Regions from separate parts of the Ovis aries genome. Here region 2 is linked to region 1. The links are chromatin contacts, called in public Hi-C maps. All regions are on one chromosome and are shown on one strand. Each heading gives the region's core, a stretch centred on a gene start, on an enhancer-like site or on the middle of the called end of the contact. The rest is flanking DNA. Distances are from core to core; before and after follow the strand shown.

Region 1 (5,645 bases), core at 2,038-4,537:
AAAAATTAAAAAAAAAGAAAAGTTATGACCAACCTAGATAGCATATTCAAAAGCAGAGACATTACTTTGCCAACAAAGGTCCGTCTAGACAAGGCTATGGTTTTTCCTGTGGTCATGTATGGATGTGAGAGTTGGACTGTGAAGAAAGCTGAGCGCCGAAGAATTGATGCTTTTGAACTGTGGTGTTGGAGAAGACACTTGAGAGTCCCTTGGACGGCAAGGAGATTCAACCAGTCCATCCTGAAGGAGATCAGCCCTGGGATTACTTTGTAAGGAATGATGCTGAAGCTGAAACTCCAGTACTTTGGCCACCTCATGCGAAGAGTTGACTCATTGGAAAAGACCCTGATGCTGGGAGGGATTGGGGGCAGGAGGAGAAGGGGACGACAGAGGATGAGATGGCTGGATGGCATCACTGACTTGATGGATGTGAGTCTGAGTGAACTCTGGGAGTTGGTGATGGACAGGGAAGCCTGGCATGCTGCGATTCATGGGGTCGCCAAGAGTCGGACACGACTGAGCGACTGAACTGAACTGAATTGAACACTGTTGTATATGATACTATAACAGTAGATACATGTCACTATGCATCTGTTGCAACCCAGAGAGTGTCCAACACAAGAGTGAACCCTAAGGTAAACTGCAGGCTTGAGTTAATAACATTGTATTGACATTGGCTCAATAACGATGTATCGATATGTAACAAACATATCTAACGCAAGGTGTTAATAACAGGGGAAGCTGTAATGGGAGGCTATATGGGGACTCTTTGTACTTTCTGCTCATTTTTTCTGTAAACCTGACACTCCTCTATAAAAATAAAGTTCATTCGTTAAGGCAGGAGGGGGTGGGAGATGAGCCAGAGCCCAGCAAGAGGAAAGTGAGAGGACTGAAGGCTTGGTGGAAGGCACAGCGAGTACCAAAGCCTGGGGGGCAGGGGCAAGGTAACGTGCTTGGTGTGTTTAGAACCTGCAGGGAATCAAGAGTAGGGAAGGAACAGGGATGGGCTGGAGAGAGCTGTAGGACCTCTCTGAGGGGGAGGATGACCCAGGGGCCATTTGAGCCGAGGTCTGCAATTGCCTGAGAATCACACAACCTGGGAAACAAATTCGCTTCCCTTCGACTTCCGCTCATTATCGTTTGGGGAAACTGAGGCCCAGAGCATGTCAATGAACAAAGCAATCAGCCATTCAGGTAAGGCCACAGGATCTCATCAACACTTCCACCAAAGGAGAAGCATCTGCAGGACTCTTACAATATCCCTGTGAGGGTAAGGCATTATTATATTCTGTGAGCTCAGAGAGGCAAAGCTACTTGTTCGAGGTCACACAGGGAGTGGTCAGTGGCTGGCTGAGCCTCCACCATCACAGTGGCTGGCTGCAGGAAGCATGTTGGAGCTCAACTTGAAGTCATGAACTGTGATGGACTGAAAGCACCTCTGGGTGCCCCACAGCTGGCAAACAGGGCTTATCAACAAGTGTTTGCCTAATCCACAATCTGATGAATCATAATAGGATGGCACACCCCTGAGGCTCCTTCCAGCTGGGAGGATCCAGGACTGTGGACCCCAAAGAGGGTCTCTTGGCATCTGCGGGATGGCAAGGGGGTCCCCCTGCAGTGGCCCTGGCTTTGGGGGGGGGGGTCCAGACTCTATCCGTGACAAAGTCTCCGGACCCCAGGGAAGGTTTTCAGGTTAGGAGCTGCCTGCACCCCTCCCCGCCTGGCTGTGGGACACTACCTGATCATGGACACCTCCAAGCCTGAATGTGAGTGCTGGTATCAAGAGGCCAAGGCTGGATACCGGCTCCAGGTTACACCATGAGATACTCTCCCTTTGATAACCACTTGGCTCCCCTTCCCCCCACATCTTGACTCACACATCTCCTCTTGGGTGAGGTTCAAAATTCCACACATTCTCTCTCTCCCCGTCTCACACACACTCACGACCTATCTCCAGCCCCTGCTGCTGCTGCTGCTGCTGCTAAGTCGCTTCAGTCGTGTCCGACTCTGCGCGACCCCATAGACGGCAGCCTACCAGGCTCCTCCATCCCTGGGATTCTCCAGGCAAGAACGCTGGAGTGGGTTGCCATTTCCTTCTCCAATGCATGAAAGTGAAAAGTGAAAGTGAAGTCGCTCAGTCGTCTCAGACTCTTAGCGACCCCATGGACTGCAGCCCACCAGGCTCCTCTGTCCATGGGAGTTTCCAGGCAAGAGTACTGGAGTGGGGTGCCATTGCCTTCTCCGGCCCCTGCTTTCCCCTAAATAGCTGTTCATTTGACATCTCCTCCCCACCCCCCACCCCTCATTACAGTGAAAGCCTCGAAGGCAGGGATTTGTCTGCCTGTTGGCAAATGCGTTTCCAGTGCCCACAGAGAACAGCACGCAGTAACAGCAGAAGGGACAGTCCCTTCCTGGCAGGTCCTCAAGCATGGTGTGAGGCACCTAGGGGGCCGTGTTTAAGAGGCTCCCAGCGGAGGTTTGTTGCCACCGGCCCCGCTGTTCTGGGTCTATATTGTCAGATTCCTTGTCTTGAGTCTCTTCACTTACATGAGTCAGAAAAGGCACCAAGCCTGTGGACAGCTGTCAGACCTCAAGCCTCTCCCAGCACGTTCGGAATCTCAGTTTCCCCTCCCTGAAGGGCTTCCTTGAGACGGAGCCTCTCAAAAACTTAACACTTCTTGGTATCATCATGCGAGCAGAGTGGTGGACCTAGCAGTAGATCAGGGCTTGGTGGGTCCCAAGGAAATGAGTCGCTGAGTCTCTCCATCCATCATGAGTCCAGGGAACACCACCCTGAGCTCGCCGGACCCGTTACCCCCATCCATCAAGGATTTGGGGGACCCTTCTGTGACTGCGGGGCCCATCTCCCCATCCGTCAGGGATCCTGGTCCATTCACAGTCCCGGGTCCCCGACGCTATTCCCCGCTCCGGGTCCTCCCTGTCCTCACGCAGGCGGGAGCCCACGAAGGGACAGCGGGGATCCCTGAGCGTCACGCTGCTGTTGTGCGGCGTGTGTTGACGCCGTCGCCTGGGAGACGGGCGGGGGCGGGCCCGGGGGGGGGGCGCGGCCTGGCTGTTGGCGCTCGGGGCCGAGCCGGCCGTGCAGGGCCCTGGCGGCCTCAGTGGCCACGGCCGCCGCCGCCGCCCGCCGGCTTATATACCGCGGCTAAATTTAGGCTGCGCCCGGAGCTCGTCCCCATCCGGGACGCGTTTCCGCCGCCGCCGCCTTGGCCCGGCCCCCGCGCGCGCCGCGCCTATAAGGCTTGGGCGGGCCCGGCCGCGGCCCGCAGAGCCGTCCCCGCCCGCCCGCGCCCCGACCAGCCCGGCTTCGGGCAGCCTCTCACCGGTGTCCCGAGTCCGCGTCAGCCCCAGGTCCCAGCCATGGCGCTGAGCGAGCCCATCCTCCCGTCCTTCTCCACTTTCGCTAACCCGTGCCGGGAGCGCGGCCTGCAGGAGGTGAGGGCGGCAGGGACCGCGGGCGGCGGGGGCGGCTGGCTCAGGGTAGCAGAACGTGGGCTGCGGGGTAGGAGAACGCAGGCGGCAGGCACGGCGGGCTCAGGGTGATGGAAGGCGGGTAGCGGGCCGCGATCCCCACCCCACCGCGCGCTCACTCCCGCGCCTATCGCCCTGTCACCCGCAGCGCTGGCCGCGCACCGAGCCCGAGGCAGGCGGCACCGACGACGACCTCAACAACGTGTTGGACTTCATCCTGTCCATGGGGCTGGACGGCCTGGGAGCTGAGTCCGCCCCGGAGCCCCCGCCGCCCCCGCCGCCCCCGCCGCCCGCGTTCTACTACCCGGACCCCGGCGCGCCGCCTCCCTATGGCGCCCCCGCGGGCGGTTTGGTGTCCGAGCTGCTGCGGCCCGAACTGGACGTGCCACCGGGACCCGCGCTGCACGGTCGCTTTCTGCTGGCGCCGCCGGGCCGCCTAGTGAAGGCTGAGCCCCCCGAGGCGGACGGTGGCGGCGGCGGCTACGGCTGCCCGCCCGGCCTGGCCCGCGGACCACGGGGCCTCAAGCGCGAAGGCGCCCCGGGCCCGGCAGCCGCGTGCATGCGAGGCCCCGGGGGCCGGCCCCCGCCACCGGCCGACACGCCACCGCTCAGCCCTGATGGCCCCGCGCGCCTGCCTGCACCCGGCCCGCGCGCCCCCTTCCCGCCTCCCTTCGGCGGCCCGGGCTTCGGCGCGCCCGGGCCCGGCCTGCATTACGCGCCGTCCGCGCCCGCCGCCTTCGGTCTCTTTGACGACGCGGCCGCCGCCGCGGCGGCTCTGGGTTTGGCGCCACCCGCCGCCCGAGGTCTCCTCACGCCGCCTGCGTCTCCGCTGGAGCTGCTGGAGGCCAAGCCCAAGCGCGGCCGCCGGTCCTGGCCGCGGAAACGCACGGCCACGCACACCTGCAGCTACGCGGGCTGCGGCAAGACCTACACCAAGAGCTCGCACCTCAAGGCGCACCTGCGCACGCATACAGGTGGGCGCCGAGCACGGGCCGGGGACCACTGCGGGGGCGCGCTAGCGGAAGGGCGTGCTTAGGAACCCCCAGAGGGCGTAGCGCGAGGGTTGGGCAGGGGGCGAGGTCTTAGAAAGCCCCCTGGGGGCGTGGTTCGGGAACCGGGGGCGTGAGTGCGCCCCTAGGATCCTCCTGGGAGCGTGGCTCGGGACTTTGGGCAGGGGTGAGCACTTAGGAAACCTAGGGGGACCCTGTGTCTCGGACTGTTGCGGAGAGAGTGCAGGCTTAGGGGCCCCCTGGGGGCGTGGCTCTAGACACCGAGGAGCGTCCGGACAGGGTGCGCCTCGGACACCCGGGGAGTGAGGATCGCGAGACCGGGGAGTGAGGGATCCTGTGCCTAGGATGCCTACGGGTTCAAAAAGTAGCCGGGAGCACTTCGGAGAGCTGGTTAAGGGTAGGATGTGCGCACCCGAGTAGCCACTAAGCAGCGGGGTGAGTACCGGAGGAAAACTAAGACCCGCTCTCGCCCTCTCCCTGCAGGCGAGAAGCCCTACCACTGCAACTGGGAAGGCTGCGGCTGGAAGTTCGCGCGATCGGACGAGCTCACGCGCCACTACCGCAAGCACACGGGCCACCGGCCCTTCCAGTGCCACCTGTGCGACCGTGCCTTCTCGCGCTCCGACCACCTGGCGCTGCACATGAAGCGGCACATGTAGCCCGGACGCCCCCCACCCCCACCCGCGCGCGGCCGTGGCGGGTCCCACGCGCCGGGCACGGCCCCCTTCCAAACTGTGACTGGTATTTATTGGGCCCAGAGGACCGGGGCCGGGCACAGCGTGGCCACCGAGGGGGCGCCCCTCCCCTACCGCCCCCCCCCCCACGATGCCCGACCCCCAGCAGAGACTGAAGGCCCGGTGGGAGAAGACCACGATCCTCCTTGACGAGTTTTGTTTTCAAAATGGTGCAATAATTAAGCGTCGTCTTCCCCCAGCCCCACCGGGTCTACACTAGAGGACCGAGGCTTGATGCCTTGTGAAAAATAACGCCTTAACTCGTACTGTGCAACGGTTTTTATAATATTGTACATAGAAACTGTGACATATTGTATTATTGTAAATAAGACAAGTGGGCATTTTGACTACCTAGTAGAACATTTTTATAAGATTTTGCTGTTTTTTTTTTAATTAAAAAAAAAGGTTT
Region 2 (4,950 bases), core at 2,359-4,858, 83 kb before region 1:
TGTTAATTGCTCAGTGGTGTGCGGCTCTTTGCGACCCCATGGACTGTAGCCCACCAGGTTCCTCTGTCCGTGGGATTCTCCAGGCAAGAATACTGGAGTGGGTTGCCATTCCCTTCTCTAGGGGATCTCCCTGACCCAGAGATTGAACCCAGGTCTCCTGCATCTCAGGCAGATTCTTTACCATCTGAAGCCCAGAGTGTCTCTCGCTTGTCCCATCTAGGATCCAAACAGTCCTCCCTGTCCCAACTTTCACCTGCCACGCAGGGCTCCCCCTTGCCTGAACCCCTAGTTGTCTCATCCATCCCTCACACTGGGCTTCCCAGGTGGCTCAGTGGTAAAGAATCCACCTGCCAATGCAGGACACATGGGTTTGATCTCAGGATCAAGAAGATCCCCTGGAGAAGAGGATCCAAAATTCTTGCTGGGAAATGCTACGGACAGAGGAGCCTGGCGGGCTATAGTCCATGAGGTTGTAAAGAGTCGGACACGAACTAGCAACTAAACCACAGTAATCCTTCAGATTTGCTCTGAGAGGCAGTAGCTCTCATAAAGCCCATTTCATGGCAGAAAACTGAGGTTGGAGAGCAGGAGTGTTGTGCCTGGTGTTCACCCAGCAGGGGCTGCCCTGGCCCTCCTCCCTCGAAGCTCAGAATGTTCCCAGCTGCTCCCCCAAGCAGTTCCCGCAGAGCCCATCCCCCACCCCGCCTGCAATCAGGTGCTGAGAGCATTTCCCATCCCACTTCTGGCTCTGCTCCCTTCCAAGAGAAACAGGTTGCACCTGGCACGGCTTCCCAGAAGACCCAGGGCAGCAGGAGTCCAGCCACGTGAGTGGGTGTGTGTGGAGGCATATGGTCACATTGCAGCCCCCACCATACCGCTGCCTGGGGGAGGGAGGGACCCTAGATCCGAAAGTGAGGGCTGGGGAGGTATACCAAGCACACAGTGCTGGAGCCAGCTGGACCTGAGAACAACCGGGACTCGGCTGCTTGCCATCTGTCTGGGTGACCAAGGGAATCTTAGCCTCAACCCATCATCTGGAAAATGGGCTCACAATGGCCCTTAGGAGGATTCTGTGAGGGGACTGGGAGCTGGTTGTTGGAGGGGGGCATGTGTAGCGCAAGGTCCAGCAGGCAGGCAGAGCTAAAGCATGCAGGCATTTCATTACAGCAGGGTGGGACCACCTTGCCCAGCTCTACAAGCAGATCTTCCTATGGCGAATTGACTGCCTAATGAGCAGGGGCACATCCCGTCCTCAGCCAAGAAAATCAGATCATAGCACAAGGCTCCACCATTTGAAAATTTAAACATCCCCCCCCCCCACCAGAAACCAGCCCCAGGACACTGCCACACAGCTAAAAAATCTTTTTTTTTTTTTTGGTAAGTGAGCTGAAATTCACATGACATGAAACGAACCATCTTAAAGTGAACAAACAATTCAGGGGCACTTTGTGCATTTACAAAATTGTGCAACCGCCAGCAGTATCTAATTGTAGACCATTTTCATCACCCCAAAAGGGAACCCTGTTCTCATGAGCAGTCCCTTCTCGTAACCCCTCCCTCAGCCCCTGGAGCCACTAGGCTGCTTCCTGTCTTGATGAATTTGCCTCTTCTGGACGCTTCATATAAATGGAATTATGCACTCTGTGACTTTCTGTATCTGGCTTCTTTCGCTCTGGGTGATGAATTTGAGGTTCATCCACACTGTGTCTTGTATCAGGCTTCATTCATTTTTATGGCTGAGCAATATTTCCCCGTATGATGGACCACGTTTTGTTTACCTTTCACCCATCAATGGGTATTTGGTTTGTTTCCACTTTCTGGCTACTGTGAAAATGCTGTTGTGAATATTCATGTATATGTATTTGTTTGAGTGGGGCTTCCCAGGTGGCGCAGTGGTAGAGAACCCACATGCTAATGCAGGAGATGCAAGAGGCCTGGGTTCGATCCCTGGGTCGGGAAGATCCCCTGAATGAGGAAACGGCAACCCACTCCAGTATTCCTGCCTGGAGAATTTCGTGGACAGAGGAGCCGGGCGGGCTGCAGTCCACGGAGTGGCAAAGAGTCGGACATGATTGAGCACGCAGACCCAGATGGCTGAGGCCCCACAGAGGTAGCACTGATTTATGAACAAAGTTCCATATTTCACTCACGTCTCTTAAAAATGAAAGAGGAGATGAAAGCCAGCGGTTCCCTCACCTCTCACCCCATTGACCCTCCCTGTGTTCTGCACAAAAGCTCTAAACTTGAGCCAGTGAGGGAGATATGGGCCCAGCAGGCAGGGGCTGGGTCCTCCTGGAGAAATCGTCCTGGGACCCTGGTTTTCTGCGGCATCTTGGCCCCTGCCTCCACGGGCGGGGAGGTGTGGACCACGTCCCTGAAGCCAGAGGGCAAAACAGCGGCAGGGCCAGCGACCCTGTCTCAGACCTCAGCTGGAACCTGGAGATGCATCACTGACCCCCGTCCCTCCCTGCTTCTCCCTGCAGAGCCGCCAGACTCAGGCACCAGGGCTCAGAGGACCATAGTGGAGCCAGTGAGAGTCAGAGGTGAAAGACTGTTTTGAGAATCAGAGTGAAATGAGTAATATTTAATCACAGTGTATCCTTCTCATAAAGCAGTAGACACAGTGACTGAGCAGGACACAGCAAGGCAAGAGAATGTGTCACGCTTATACAAAATTGAGGATGTTGAGTTATGACTAGAGGCAACTTTAATTTTATACTCTCTGCCAAAATGAATTTTATTTCCTAGAAAATATTATTCCTTTTATTGCCTATAATTTAAAATGTGCATACACACATATATATAGCTTATTATGTGAATGAACTAATGTTATTATTTTGGTTGCAATAAAATCTATTTTGAAATTTAAAAAAAAAAGTTCCCCAGATCCCAGGGTCTCAACCAAGAGGGAATAAGTCCTCTCCCAGGAGCTCAGGTCTTGGTTGGCAGATCTAGGAGGAAGTGCCAGGTTTCAGAGCCATGGAATCACCCCCTCTTGGAATCTCAGCTTCCTTTTCTGTGAAACAGGGAGAGTGTCACTTGACTCTAAGCCTTCACACACTGTTCCCTCAGCCTGGTCATCCCTTCCATGCCTTCTGCCTGATGAACTCCTACATATCCGCTACACCCTAGCTATGACACTATTCCTCCAGGCAGTCATCCTAGACAGACACCTGGATTCCTCCAGCCTCCTTCTAGCTGAACCCTGAGCCTGTAGGGCTGTGTGTGCAGGGGGCATCTCCCCCAGACTGGGGGCTCCTTGACGGGCAGGCTGGGAGGGCTAGGGTGGGGAATGTTAAGTGAAAATGAAGCCACCACTATCCCCGTTTGATGGATGAGGATGACTCTGAGAGGGACTCAGCTCCTGAGGGTCACACAGTCACGGTAGCTGCAGAGCCGCAGCCCCACTCGGGGTAGTCGGGCTCCACTCCATCTCAGAGCTTGAGAGTGGACCTAACTACCCAGCACCCTCAGTGGGCTGCTCACCCTGACCCCCTCCTGGGTCCCTGCAGCCCCTTCCCTGGGGCCTAGAACAGTCTGTCCCCTTGTTACGGGGGGTGTCCTCCTGGTGGCCCCAGGGTCACAGATAAGGCCACTGGGCCCAGCTATCAGCAGGAAACATCTTGGCAGGACAGGAAGCCACGGCATTGGCCCGCCGCACCCTCGGCAGCCTCAGCCTATCCGCAGCCTGATATTTTGGGAGCCGCTATATAAACCCTGACTGGGCTGCCAGTTGTTCCCGGGGGAAGCACGAAGCTTCATGTTCCTCGGCAGCCCTGTGGCCCCTGGGCCAGATGCTCAGAGCGGGGTGCACCAGAGCGCCAGGCTCGCTGGAGAGGCCGGGGCCTGTGTGCGCGATTCCCCCACCCCATTCAATCTCAGTGCTGCCCCTGGCTGGCTGAGCGACCCAGGGCAAACGACTTCGCCTCTCCGGGCCTTGGTGTTTCCCTCCCCATAGCTCTCCCCGGTCCTGTCCCAGGAAACAGCGTGCGCTCAGTTGCTCTAGTCCTGTCCAGTTCTTTGCTACCCTACGGACTCCAGCCCACCAGGCCCCTCTGCCCATGGGATTCTCCAGGCAAGAGTACTGGAGTGAGTTGCCATGCCCTCCTCCAGGGGCTCTTCCCAACCCAGGGATCGAATGCGCATCTCCGGTGTCACAGGCAGATTCTTCACCGGCTGAGTCACCAGGGAAGCCGCTCAGGAAACACTCACCGGTCTCCAACCACACTCACAGGTTCTAGAGCGTTTCCTGAGGTTTCTCGGCCTGACATGGCATCTGCCGACACCTGAGGGCCAACCCTCCCCTGCTCCCTCCACACCATGGGAAGTGCCTGGGAATCCGCCTTTTATTTTTTGAGTTGCGAGTCAAGTTTTATTGGGGACAAAATGAGGACTGCAGCCCAGGAGAGAGCACCTCTGCTTCCCAAGAGGCTGGGAGTGGGGAGGTCAATATATGTGATTTGGGTGAGTGGGGAGCTCAGGAATCTGCATTTTAAACTAGCCTCATACAAGCTCAAGCTTCTCAAGTTCAAGGACACCCCGTTGGTTCCAAGTCTCCAGGACACCTCACCTCCCCCGGACAACCACCCAACCAGACCCCAAACAACCTCTGGGTCAGAGAAGCAACATTCCAAGGACGTGGTCGCAGTTATTCCCATCTTACAGAGAAGAGAACTGAGGTCCAGAGTGGAGAAGGGACTTGCCTGAGGCTGCACGGCGGGCCAGAAGCAGGGTGGCATCAGAACCCAGGCCCAAGGTCCCCTCCTGCACCCCACGCCCCTCTCAGGAGGCTCAGAGGGGCTGAGGATCGCTCCAGAGGCCACACAGCCCGCTGATGGTGGGGATAGAATTCAAACCCGAGCCTGCGTGCCCGCCCCCAATCCCCACCCCTGATCGACACACAAGGGAACCAGCCCAGACGCAGCAGCTACTGCTTGGAGCCTGACTGAC

The links. Hi-C and Micro-C count contacts between places; a contact is called where the count stands out from the background.
Region 2: a Hi-C map of liver shows a contact between it and region 1, with 2.9 times the contacts expected there. The contact joins the enhancer-like site here to the promoter of KLF2 in region 1. A contact is called at or near these places in 9 of 16 Hi-C or Micro-C datasets (blood, hypothalamus, liver and 5 more).

Annotation. Positions count from the first base shown.
Region 1 is chr5:6,465,246-6,470,890 of ARS-UI_Ramb_v3.0, reverse strand. It overlaps KLF2 (KLF transcription factor 2), which reads left to right and starts at 3,287. Exons shown (of 3, transcript XM_015095770.4): 1 at 3,287-3,456; 2 at 3,641-4,466; 3 at 4,986-5,645. The coding sequence starts at 3,382. The coding sequence ends at 5,161.
Region 2 is chr5:6,549,384-6,554,333 of ARS-UI_Ramb_v3.0, reverse strand. No RefSeq gene overlaps it. Among named protein-coding and RNA genes, the nearest start is that of AP1M1, 51 kb to the left of the region's middle. Within about 2 kb of position 3,608, at least 8 of the 54 cell types and tissues checked have an H3K27ac peak or open chromatin away from gene starts, as enhancers often do. A contact at or near this core is called in liver, where this site is marked.